Linked DNA regions of Mus musculus: all the other regions are linked to region 2. Evidence: chromatin contacts called from public HiCAR-type and promoter capture Hi-C data. All regions are on one chromosome and are shown on one strand. Each heading gives the region's core, a stretch centred on a gene start, on an enhancer-like site or on the middle of the called end of the contact. The rest is flanking DNA. Distances are from core to core; before and after follow the strand shown.

Region 1 (2,992 bases), core at 218-2,717, 2.3 Mb after region 2:
GTGTGGTGGTGCACACCTTTAATCCCCAGACGCGGGAGGTTGGAGGATCTCTGTGTTTGAGCACCCGGGGTCAGGAGAATTTAAATCTCAATGGAAGGAATGTGGGTGGTGGTGGGGTAAAGGACGGAAAGATTCCACGGATTTCCCCACTCCCACTGAATGAAGCTGAAGGCTTGTCAATATTTGCTTTGACTTTTGTGACGGGCCTGCTTTGTAAGTCAGTGAGAGCTGGAACCGGAGCTGTCTTCTACCTCAGCCTTCTGAGTGCCGGGAAACAGGTGTGTACTACCGGGCTTAACTGACCCATAATTCTTGAAAAGGGGGATTTAAAATATGGGCTTCTCACAGGGAAAAGTTAGGTGCTGGTGGGTTGTTGAGAACAAGCGGCAGACTGGAGGTTGGAACCTAGGGCTTCAGTGTGCCAGGCAAATTCGCTAGTAGAGCCTGGCTCTGGGTGGCCCTATTATTCTTTGTTGTTATTTTTACTTTTTTTTTTTTTTTTTTTTTTTAAAGACAGGGTTTCATTATGTAGCTCTGATTGTCCTGGAACTCTTTTATCTGTCTGCCTAGCCAGTTTAAGTGTTGGGAGTAAAGGCGTGGGCCACTAGGTCCTGCTTCCCTGACCTTCTGTGCTTAAAGTTGAAACAATCTTGCGGGTTGTGGAGAGTGCTGAGAGGCACGTGAAACGATTTCAATGATTACCACGTTGTTTAAGGGTTTACTGTCGTTTCTGCCGCACCTGTGTATCCCAGGGCCACCGTCACCCCTCTACACCTGGGGTCCAATGGAAGTAAACCAATTCTAGGCAGTTGCCTCTGAGGAATCTCAAGGCTGAAGGGCGGTATTTTGAAATCTGCAAATCAATACCGCCCATTTCCAGGCCTTTGTTATGCACGCCATGGGTCTCCTTTAGCAACACTCCCCCCCTCCCCCCCGCTAAGAAATGTGCTGCCACTAGTCCCCACTCTCAGAAGCTGAGATGAAGTCAATTTCCTAAGGTCACAGACCAAAGCTTGAATGCGTGGCTTTTGAGGCACCTCCGACTTACTCATTGGGCTGGGGCTTAGAGGCAGAGAGCTAGGTTTAGCAAGTGGACCTCTAGAAAACAAAAACCCAACAACAGCAGCAGCAGCAAACAACAACAAAACAAGCCCAACAGCCTGCCATTCACTCTCAATCAAATGGTTTTGTGGGCTCCTTTGGGAAGCACTGGAGTTTTGCAAACTTGGTCGGCTGAGCAAGTAGCTGGAGTCAGGTGGAGTGGGGCACTAATTTACATCACCCATCTCTAGCCCCGGGCTGGAGGCGATACACACCCCCCGAGGTGCTCCGGGGGCGGGGGCGGGGGCGGGGGCGGGCAGCAGGCCATCGAGCAGCCCGGCGCGCCACCGCCCGTTGGATTGGCTCGAGCCTCTCCCGCCAGGCCTGCCCGGCTCCCGCGCGCCGCTGGGCCCGCCCCCCGCCGCCATCTTGGTCGTGGAGGAGCGGGCTGCACGCGTGAGTAAATAAGCGCGAGCCGGGAGCGGACGGCGGGCCCCGGGGCGGCGAGCTGCGGAGCGGACTTCCCGCGTGGGGGGTGAGGAGCGGGAGGCTCGGCTCGGCCCGGCCGGCGCCGCCTCTGCCCCCTCGCGGCCGTGCTGCCTGGGAAGCGGCGGCGGGAGCCGGGCAGGCGGGAGGCCGGCCTGCGAGCGCGCGGCCCGGCGTGCAGGTGAGGGCGCCGCGCGGGCCGTGCCACCGGTTACTGGGTGTCTTCCGGCCTCGCTGCAGGGTGGCGGCCGACATGACGGCCCCAGGTCGCAGCCCCCTGGAGCCGCTTCTGGAGACTTGGGAAGACCCCTCGGTGCCTCCGGGAGAGCAGACGGACGCCTACCTAACTCTGACCAGGTGAGGCGGGCCGGGGGGACGAGCCCGGGGCGGGAGCCGGGGCAGCCGTGGGGACCCGGCGGACGCGGGTAGTTCGGGGTGCACCGGGCCATTGCCTGCCGAGTGACGTTGCGGGGCGCAGCGGCGGCGTCCGAGGGCTTCTTCGGGGACGAGCGGTTCTGTATTTTTTTGTCTGGCCCGCAGACGGGAAAGCCTTTAAAGAAAAGTTTGGAGTCGAGAGGCGTTTGGAGAGCAGGGCTTTGCCCTGCGAACCTCGGACGCCGTGGGAAAGTTGGCGATCCGGAGTTAGTGGGTTTAGTTAGGGTCTTTGGCTCAGGCTCGCTCCAGTGCTCATCCCCCGACCCCGGCCTCGAACTTGTGGTTCTGCCGGAGTGGTTGAGATTACAGGTGCGCGAGTCAGCAAACCGGCCCCAGAATTGGCTTAAAAAAAAAAAAAAAAAAAGCAGAGCCAGGAACCCCGTTTTGACTTATTTGAAAGGCTTTAGAAAAATTTCTGAATTTTGTTAAACTTTCGTATTTTCTGAGTTAGAAAACATGATTAGGGAAAGGGATTCCCACTTTCTTTTCTCATGTAAAAATTACAAAAAAAGAAAAGAAAAAATACGTTTTCGAGGCCAAAAAGCTTTGAGGCAAGTTACCGCTTATATGTGGTCTAACTTAAAACATTTTTTCTCTATACCTTTAAACTTTTTAAAGAAAGAGGTTAATTCCAAGGGCTTGAAAGTCGTCTTTAAAAACTTAAAACAAAAAGCCAGTTACGAGTTAGAGTGCCTGCGGCTCCAGGTGTTGGATGGCTCTGGAACTGGAGTTACAGGTGGTTGTGAGCCACGATAGGGGTGCTGGGATTGAACACCAGTCTTCTGCCAGAGCCTCTCTGTGTTCTTACCCTGGATCATCTCTCCAGCCCTGAAAGTAATCCTTAAAGTGATGGCAATAACTTTTTGTTTGTTTGTTTATGCTTTCGACTAAGCTTATGTTCTATTTCCTTTAAAGTCGTATGACTGGAGAAGAAGGAAAAGAAGTCATTGCAGAAATCGAGAAAAACCTTTCTCGGCTGTACACGGTTTTAAAGGTCTGTGTTCCTTTCTTAATGACTTCGCACTGCCTC
Region 2 (2,889 bases), core at 161-2,660:
AGGTTTAGTAGGCAGTCATGGCAGGGCCCTGAAGGTGTTATTGGAATGACGGGCTCTGTAGGTCTTGGAAGATGAGCATTGTTTTCTGTAGCAGATTTGGGTTGGTTTTCTCTGTGAGTCCATAAATGGAACCAGTGGGGAACTAGCTACACCACAATACCCCTTGCATATGTGCTAAGATCATCTGTCTGTTAAGTGGAAAACTTTTTAAATTCTCCTCTTTTAGAGTCTGTGGCTTGGGTGTCCCTTGACCTGCAAAGCCCATGATTAGAAGTCTCTAGAGTAGTCACCCTGTGCCTAGTCTCTATGGGAGATCTGCATCCCGCTAAGCACCTCAAGCCTCCAGGCCACCATGCTCTCTTTGGAGACAGGCCTGGGCCTCAGAGTCAACTTTGCCGCACCCTGGGTCAGTTGTCCTAACTCTGGGTTGGTTCCCACTGGTGCAAGCCTGACAGACAAGCCATCCTATTCTGTGAATTTCTCTCTGAGTGACCTCTTTCTAAGTTAGAGATCTGCCTGACCATTTACACGGGGCGTTCTGAGAGTGTGGGTCTACAATCCAGCTGTCTCCTTGGAAGTGTTTGGAAGAAAAGTGATAAAAAGAGTGACTTGAGCCGCGGTGGTGGCGCACGCCTTTAATTCCAGCACTTGGGAAGTAGAGTCTGATGGATTTCTGAGTTCGAGGCCAGCCTGGTCTACAAAGTGAGTTCCAGGACAGCCAGGGCTACACAGAGAAACCCTGTCTGGGGTGGGGTGGGGGGTGGGGGGTGGGGAGAGTGACTTGAAATCTAGGAAGCTTGCTTTCAAGTGACAACACAGAGTAACACTAGAGCCAGTTTGACCTGGGGACCATACTTTGGCATTCTTTTGCTATTCACAGAGCCCTGAGCTGCCCTGCCTTTGTACAAGGCTTTCGGGATTTATCTGCAGTGGAACTAGGTTGGATTTACAATCCAAAGTTGCGGAGGACATAGCAATGGGAAATTATCTTACTAAAATAAGGAAAGTCATCGCTTGAGGGGTAGGTGAAGCAAGGAAGGGGTACGACGGAACGGTCTAAAAGGCCGAGTTCTGTTTCTCAAGTCAGTAGCACTCTTTGCCTCATCGTTTTCACCCCAGAGTGACTCCACCTCACTCTGTGAGGGCTGCGGTGTCCCTCTAGCTGCTCCGCGCGGGGTCCGCGCTCTTTTCCCAGCCGGCCAGGCTAGGTGGGAACAGCTCCTCTTTGCACGGGTGCATTAAACGACCTACTCGCGTTCACTGGGCTTGGTGCCACCGGGCGCAGGACCCAGGCGGCGTCCCCAAGCGGGCACCCGGGCGGCTCCCCGGCGTGCGGCGCTCACCTGTCGGCCCGCCTCTCCGGGACGACCCAGGTGGCTCGGGGCGGGGAGGATCCGCGCCCCGCCCCGCGCGGCCACAGCCATCGCCAGCCCGGAGCGGGTGTCTGGAGCCCAGGCCGGGAGCCGAGCGAGGCGCCGGGAGCCGGCCGGCGTCCGCGCAGGTGAGCCGGGCGAGCTCTGCGGGGCGGCCGCGTGCAGATCCCGCAGAGCAGGGGCTGGGAGGGGCGCGCGGCTGCGGCGAGCACTGCGAAACGCCCCGCGGAGCATGGGGACTCTCCGAACCGCAGGGGAGCGCAGCTGCCCACATCTGGATGGGGGACCGAGCGGGCGCCTCGGGGAGCTGCGTGGTCTCCCGGTGACTCCGGGGCTGGAGGCCACGGCTAAGGCTGGGGCCCCACCGCACCGCCAAGTGCGAGCCAGCTCCCGCCCTTCCCTCTGCGGCGCTTGAGCTCAGCCCGCGGGGGCCGCCAGTCTCCCCTTCCTGGCTTTTGACTTTGTTGTTAAATCACTAACCAGCACATTGGTTAGTTTAGTTACGTAGGCTTCGGTGAAGCGGGGTCGGCTGGGTACTCTAGGGGGGCATACGTAGTAAGTCCGCGCTGGTCTGTGTGCCCGAGGGTGTTGTGGGGTGAAAGGTGCTGCTCTCCTCCCCGTGTCTGGTGCCTGGTCATCAGAGTGATGGAGTGGGAAGAGTGGTCCATTATGGTGTTTAAATTACTAGCTCTGTGACCTTGAGCAAGCTCCTTAACTTCTCTGAGCCTGTTACCTAAAAGATAATATAGGTGTTATAATCATCAGATGCCCTTAAATTATTTGATGCCCATGAGGTACCTAGCACGATGCTTGAGGGTTTTTCCTCCCGGTGTAGTCCCTAGGTGTTAAAGTATTCTCTCCAGAGGTCCCGGGCATCGGAATAGAAGACATCGGGGAGGGAGTGAGGTGTGTGTGTGTGTGTGTGTGTGTGTGTGGGAGTGGTAGTGTCTGTGTGTCTGGGAGGGTCGTGGCAGCCTTCTGACAAGCTGACTATAGTAGCAAGGGGGGGGGGGTGTGGATTTGGCGGGGCTGTTCCCAGCTGCTAAGCTCAAGACTGGTCAGTGCAGTATCCTCCTTCTAGCAGGGGGCAATTAGCCTGCTTCTGCCATTGTGAACTGTTAGAATTCTTTTCTTAGGGTTTAGGGTTTGGTGACTTGAAAGTTGTCTTATGCAACGTAGGAATTGGCTGAGTCCTCCAAAGGAAAAGTCTGAGGGTTGCAGTTTCCAGTGTAGCTAGATCTTATCACTCCTATGAGCTCTCAGGACAAGTTCTCTCCTCAGGGGCACTTTCCCCACTAGGTTGACATATTCTTTTGTATGCAATGGTCATTAGAGCAGGCACCATATCTTCAGGCTTACCACTGAAGGGAATAGAGTAAAGACGAAGAGTGGGAGGGAAAGAGAGAGAGAGAGAGAGAGAGAGAGAGAGAGAGAGAGAGAGAGAGAGAGAGATCTCTTCCGTTATTCTATCCTTCAGCAGACCTTCCTGGAGCACTGGACCATAGTAAGTTCAAGT
Region 3 (3,064 bases), core at 511-3,010, 2.1 Mb after region 2:
GCTGCAGAAACAGCCAGCTTGGAATCAGGGGACAGCGGATCTAAAATGGTGCCAGGGCATATCTATTATAGACTGATATCTTGTGGCGCTATTGGAAGGTGGGGGAGACTTCATGAACGAAATGGAGACCGGAACTGGTGGGAAGTCACCTTTCCCTTGAAGAGGACTATGAGGCATTGGTCTCCTCTCTTTTTGCTTCCTGGCCACTGCCAGTTGAGCAGCTTGTTCCCTCACGGACTCTCCGCCACAATTGCGGCTGTACCACAGACCCAAAAGCATCGGAACCACGGAACCAACCCCAAAGTTAAGTCCAAAGTGTCAAACACTGCAGGCCAAAGTAAAACTCGTTCCGTTTTCATTTCTATCAGCCCTTCATCCCGGGCACTTGTTACAGACAACCAACGCGGGGACCAAATGGAAGAAGCGGAGGGCGCGAGGAGTTAAGACTTCAAAAGTTCTCCAGGCAGGAAGCAGACTTACAAAAGTGCTCATCTGCAAACACCGGCTTTTCTTCATGAAGAATATTCTGTAGAGAACGACTCAAGCGCAGAGCATGGAGCTACAATATGAGGAGGACTTTTCCCAGGCTGTGAAACCCGATGCTGTCATCCCAGCCTGGTTTTGACCTTGCTTGGTAGAAGGTGGTATCTTTACCCCTTCCAGGACTCCCTGGAATGCATCTTACCCAATCCTACCGCCAGCCCCACCACTGCGGAGGAGTAGAGAAAGCACTTCTTGAGATGCATATGTTCTCTGACTGCAATGACTCTTGCCTCAGAAAGGCCTGTGATGGCCTCACCCATTCCTGTTGAGATCTGGGACTTTGAATTGATGACATTTTATATTTTGGGTTGAGCCTTTCAGAGGCAAGTAGGAGGGGATGAATATATCCTGCGTGAGAAAGGGAAATAAATCTTTGGTGGTCAGAAGTACACTGTGGTAGGTTGAATAATGGTTCAGAAAGAATCCAGCGCTAGTCTTCAAAGGCTGTAAATATGCTACCTTATAAGGCAAAATGACTTTGCAGATGTGAACATGCTGTGAACTCTGTGATAGAGGACTTATCTGGATTATCTGAGGGCACCCAATGTAATCACAAGATTTATAGCATTAAAAGGAAACTTTCACAGCACCCCCCCCTCTCCAAATGCACTCTTTAAGACATCCTGACTTGAAAGGTTTCTGTTAAGAAACAGTATAATAACCATTGATTTCAAAAAACGAAGCTTTTTTTCCCCCACTGAACGTACTTTAAAAGCATTAAAATGCAGCTGAGCGCTCTGAGCTCCTATGATTAATTAAAAGATTGCATCTGGATATAGAGCATGTGTGTGTAAGAACGGGATTTCTCACGCAGAGCCTGTTCCTGGTACCTTCTCAACGCCATCCATCCTGCGTGTAGAAGAAAACTAATCCCAAACTGGACGTCTCTTTCCAGAGGGACTGGAACCTAACGTCCAGGATCAGAAAGGCGTCAGCAGTAGTTTAGCCTGGAGTTTCAGTCCAGGTATCCCAGAGAAACAGAACAGCCAACCCGCCATCTTCCTTCTCTGGACCAGACCGCAGAGGCCATCAAGGTAGGAAGACCCGAGGAACGAAGAGTGGCTTTTTCTTACAGTGCAGAAGGACATAGCACAGTTAAGGTTTTCTTTCTATCCTGAGCAGAAGTCTTGACAATAAACATCTGGAAGCTTGTCCACTATGAATTGCTTGGGTTTCTTCTCCTCTGTTTCCCTGAGGCCACAGTGACATGATACTGTAAGAATTCCCCCCACCCCCTCTTTCATCTGCTTCCTTTCCACTGACAGCTCATAAAGGATGGGCCGCACTGGGAACGAAAGCTTCCCAGTTATTTTCTTAAAATACCAGGGGAGTTTCAGCTCCACAGACCTCGGACTGGATGCCAGAGAGAACATTTTTCCTAAGTCGTGGCAGCTTTGGTGCCTGGGGCTCCACCTGGATTCCCACACGGCCCTTTAAGGCCCGAGCTAATAGCTTACTAAGTCTTAGGAGAAAGATCCAGTAACCAGGTGGAAAAATTAGATAAGAGGCTTTTCCTGCTTGTTGTCTTTTTGCTAATAATGTTTTTTTAAATGCCTGTCATGTATGAGTTTTATACGAAGGTCCAAATTCTTTTTGTTGTACTTAGTCTTGTTTAAGCAAAATTTCACTGACTCTGCTTTATAAATACTAACATGTTGTATAAAAATAAAAAAAAAAAAACTTAAGTATATACCTGATACCCACTTAAGGCATAGGTTCTGGGTCAGAACACAGGTCTATTCAAGTCCCGACCCCACATTCCTAACTACCTTTTGTGTGTATGATGCTGGGGGTGGAACTGTGCGCATGCTAGCCATGCATTATACCATTGACCCACACCCTAGCCTTTCACCCTGTTGGGACCCTTTAAAAGCCTAGATGTGTCAGAAGATTTAAAAGCCAGAGTAATTATTCTCCTATTGGACCTGTGGAAGCTGCAAGTATCCTAGAATTCTCAAGGCCGCCATACCACACCTGCCATAGGTGTGGCCCGTCAGAAATGACCGAGCCATGGAGCTAAGAAGGCCAGAGGGAAACCTCCAGGTATGACTTCTGTTTCAAGAGAGGCTTGGGGGTCCATTTGAGAGGCAGACCCGGGAGCCCCTGCAGACTTTCATCAGACAATGTGGCTATTGTTTACAAGGATACAAGAGAAGAACAAAATGGACTTAAGAGATTTTTGACCTAAGATGACACACTAGATCCATCAGCAAACTCCCACCACCCCCTGCATGCCCTGACTCCCACTCTGCAATTCTGCTGTGGAAAAAGGAGATATCCCAGACTCTCTTGGGTTATGTTTCTGATAGTGAAATACCAGGGAAGTCTGGCATAAATGATGTTCATTTCTGACATCTAGAAAAGAGGCTCAAACTAGAAATTGAAAGTACTGGAGTATGGGGGGGGGGAGTACTATTTTCTTGTACATCTGACTTTGTAAGCTAAGAAAGGCATATCATATGTGTGTGTGTGTGTGTGTGTGTGTGTATAAAACAAAATTTTAAAGTATAAATACACATTG
Region 4 (3,051 bases), core at 335-2,834, 2.1 Mb after region 2:
GGCAAAGGGAGACCTCCTGAAGATAAAATTCTCAAAACTGTAAAAAGTTAAAACTTACTGGGTATATGACAAAAAAGACACTTTAATGGAAGTAAACTATTTGTCTTCTAGATGGTATAGTGAAAAGATGAAAATATACCTCAGTCTAGTCCTCAGACACTTAATGCAATTTCCCTTACAAGAGGAACTTTTCAGACTTCCAGCCTGTGTGACTTCCTGGCTTTTATCTCTGCAGCACAGTTCCCTGACAGCCCACGCCAGCCTCCTTGGTAAGTGGCTCATGAACTACAGACCTTCCAGCCATTCATCAATATCAAAGACAAATATCCATTTAAGCTCAGGAGAGCTCCACACCTCATCAGCACTAATGCGTTTCTTAATTCAAGTGTCTACGCACACGTTATCTTTAGAATCACCTTGTTCTGCAAGACCTCACTTCATTCCGTGGTCTCGTCAACGTCCTGCACATCCTTTCTTCACTAACTCACTTAAGTCTGAGGACATGTGGCTACATGCCTTCTCCTGAGACCCGTTATAAGCAGAGAATGACCTGTCTTCCTCTGTGCACAGTGAAGAAGAAAAACAATCCACTCAAAGACTATGAAATACGGGAATTTCAGCAGAGGTGTGGTGCCATTTTACAGTTTCCATGCTCTGCTTTAAGAAGCTCTGGCCTTGATGTCAGAAAGGAAGGAAGGAAGGAGAAAAAGAGGGAGAGAGAGGGAGACAGACAGACAGACTGACAGTGGTGTAAAGTAACACTTTCTTCTTAAGTGTGGCACTAAGAAGAAATATTTCATTTGCTGTTTTGTTTTCTATTTGTTTTCTCAATAGTTTATTTTCATGCACTATACCTTGACTCTCACCAAGTAAAACACACACACACACACACACACACACACACACACACACACACACACACACACACACACACAAAATCAGGTAAAATATATATAGAAACTCACGCACTCACTGTAACAGCTCCAAAACACAGTCATCTAGGCAAAACCCCGGGTCCCTGGTCAAAGGCCTAGCTCTGACGGAGAGAGGGACAGCAAGCCAGTGCCTTCAGCTCAGACACTTCTTACTGGCTCCTTCCAGTAGTTAGCCTCCATTTCTGGGTCACTGTCCTCGCCCCCACTCCTAACCGCAGTCCCGCCCAAACCACCTTCCGGACAAAACCCGTGAGTCCCTGCCTATTGAGCAGGGGCGGGTGAGAAAAGAGGCCGTATCCCCACGCGTGGGAGCCAGACCTGCTGCGCCCGTGACGGCCACTTCGGGGCGCGCGACCGCGCAGGACACGTGCTCCGGGACCCTCGGCGCGCCTTCCTGCACTGCAACCCGGGGAAAAGCGACTTGCCAGGCCTCGGAGATGTTCGAGCAGCGGGAGCGCTAAACTGGAGGTGAACGGGTTCCGCTTTCGCTTTCCAGTTCCGTTTCCTTGGAGACTCAGTTTGGAAGGGCGGAGCCCGGCTGGGTCGGTCCCTTGGCGCCTTTGAGGTACCTGTGCAAGATGCCCCAGGGGCATCTGGGCTTCTCTCCAAACTCATTCCTAGGCTTTGCCCCGTCTCTCCAGCGCATTCTCAAACCCGATCCCCGACACTTCCTTCCCGCCAGCAGGGTCCGCCCAGGCTCATCACCGGTGGAACGCAGAGCACATGAAGAAGGTACCCTGCTGCCCACAAAACTCAATCACTTGGCCGAATGGCCCTGGAGCCTGGGACACAAGAAATCTAGCCCAGTAAAATCAAAGAAATATAAAGGCAAAAGCAGAGCACGAACTCCCTTGTAAAGAAATAGAAACTGAAATTGGGAGATACCAATTTTCAACCGGTGTGCTCAAATTAGCAGATCCCACAAACCAGTTTAGATGCAAACATTTCTAAAGATTTGGACATCTCTCAGGGACTCAGAATACAGCTCCCCACATAAGCACTTTAGCTTGCCCTATTCCTGAAGCCAAGTCCCTCTGACCCCTTCCTGACTCTCTCCTGCATTTTTGTTGACCCTAAGCCAGTCACAGAAAACAGGATTCTTCTTCCCCAACGTTGGGTCATATAAAATAGACACCTCTCGTCCCAAACAAGCTATGAAACATACTCCCCTCTCTCTGAGGGAAGTCCCATTCCCGCATTAAGGAATGCTGCACAGAGCAAAGATGAATCCAGACAGGCTGGGATGGCTAATCTTGACTGTCAACTTGATTAATTTGGGAAGAGGACCTTCAACTGAGAAACTACCTCTGTACTGTAGGCATGTCTGTGGCATTTTCTGTCCTTTTTTCATTTTTTGGTTTTTCGAGATAGGATTTCTCTGTGTAACTCTGGCTGTCCTGGAACTTGCTCTGTATACCAGGTTAGCCTCGAACACAGGGATATCTGCCTGCCTTGGCTAGAATTAAAGGGGTGTACTGCCGCTATTGGAGTGTGGCATTTTCTTGATTGCTAATTTATGCAGAAGAGGTGAGCCTCCTGTGGGCGGTACCATCCTTAGGCAGGTGAAAGTGAGCAGACAGGAAGTGGTCAGCAGCAGTTCCGCCAGGCTCCTGCTTCAGGTTCCTGGCTTGCGCTGCTGTAACCTATAAACCAAAATAGACCTTGACCTTCCCAGGGTGCTTTGGGTCATGGAGTTTATCCAGCAATAGAGAGCAAACCAGAACAAGAAAGCGAACTTCTGTCCAGTCACAGTTCCCAAAGCTGTCCAATCTTTATCTACCTTGAGCATAAAAACTGTATTTTTCGGGCCTCTGGCTGTTTCTCTCGGATGACCTCTGTGTCACATTCAATGGTGATAAGCTATTAATAAAATTAGTATGCTGTTCTGATGCTCTTCTTCTTTTCAGTAGGATTGGTAGCCGTGACCTTTACCGTGACTAAGGTAAAGGTCTTCCTGTTCTAGCATTATCAAAATACAAAGACATGCAAGCGTGTAAATGTGCAATTATCCTCAAACTTAGCAGCTCTACTCTTGGAAGTTCCCTTCCAACACTAGTGCATGAGTGACCCCAAGAGGCCGGACAGAAATGAATATATGCTGCTTGTAGTGAGGAGT

Evidence for each region. Promoter capture Hi-C pulls out the DNA fragments that hold promoters and counts their contacts. HiCAR-type assays count read pairs that join an accessible place to other places.
Region 1: a promoter capture Hi-C map of pre-B cells shows a contact between it and region 2, with 4 times the contacts expected there. The contact joins the promoter of Rif1 here to the promoter of Lypd6b in region 2. A contact is called at or near these places in 5 of 39 promoter capture datasets (the 3T3-L1 cell line, cranial neural crest, hippocampal neurons and 2 more) and 1 of 9 other capture datasets (liver).
Region 3: a contact with region 2 is called in a promoter capture Hi-C map of pre-B cells, with 9 times the contacts expected there. The contact joins the enhancer-like site here to the promoter of Lypd6b in region 2. A contact is called at or near these places in 12 of 39 promoter capture datasets (the 3T3-L1 cell line, 3T3-L1-derived adipocytes, the C10 cell line and 8 more), 1 of 484 Hi-C or Micro-C datasets (neural progenitor cells) and 1 of 9 other capture datasets (liver).
Region 4: a HiCAR-type map of astrocytes shows a contact between it and region 2, with 6 times the contacts expected there. The contact joins the promoter of Rbm43 here to the promoter of Lypd6b in region 2. A contact is called at or near these places in 10 of 39 promoter capture datasets (the 3T3-L1 cell line, 3T3-L1-derived adipocytes, cranial neural crest and 5 more), 1 of 484 Hi-C or Micro-C datasets (embryonic fibroblasts) and 1 of 115 datasets of contacts at active chromatin or transcription factors (astrocytes).

Annotation. Positions count from the first base shown.
Region 1 is chr2:52,071,370-52,074,361 of GRCm38.p6, forward strand. It overlaps Rif1 (replication timing regulatory factor 1), which reads left to right and starts at 1,468. Exons shown (of 36, transcript NM_001355415.1): 1 at 1,468-1,497; 2 at 1,768-1,884; 3 at 2,878-2,956. The coding sequence starts at 1,781.
Region 2 is chr2:49,786,273-49,789,161 of GRCm38.p6, forward strand. Lypd6b (LY6/PLAUR domain containing 6B) reads left to right here and starts at 1,411. Exons shown (of 7, transcript NM_001379382.1): 1 at 1,411-1,501.
Region 3 is chr2:51,911,116-51,914,179 of GRCm38.p6, forward strand. No RefSeq gene overlaps it. Among named protein-coding and RNA genes, the nearest start is that of Rbm43, 23 kb to the right of the region's middle. Within about 2 kb of position 1,761, at least 29 of the 459 cell types and tissues checked have an H3K27ac peak or open chromatin away from gene starts, as enhancers often do.
Region 4 is chr2:51,933,579-51,936,629 of GRCm38.p6, forward strand. Rbm43 (RNA binding motif protein 43) reads right to left here and starts at 1,585. Exons shown (of 5, transcript NM_001141981.2): 1 at 1,254-1,585.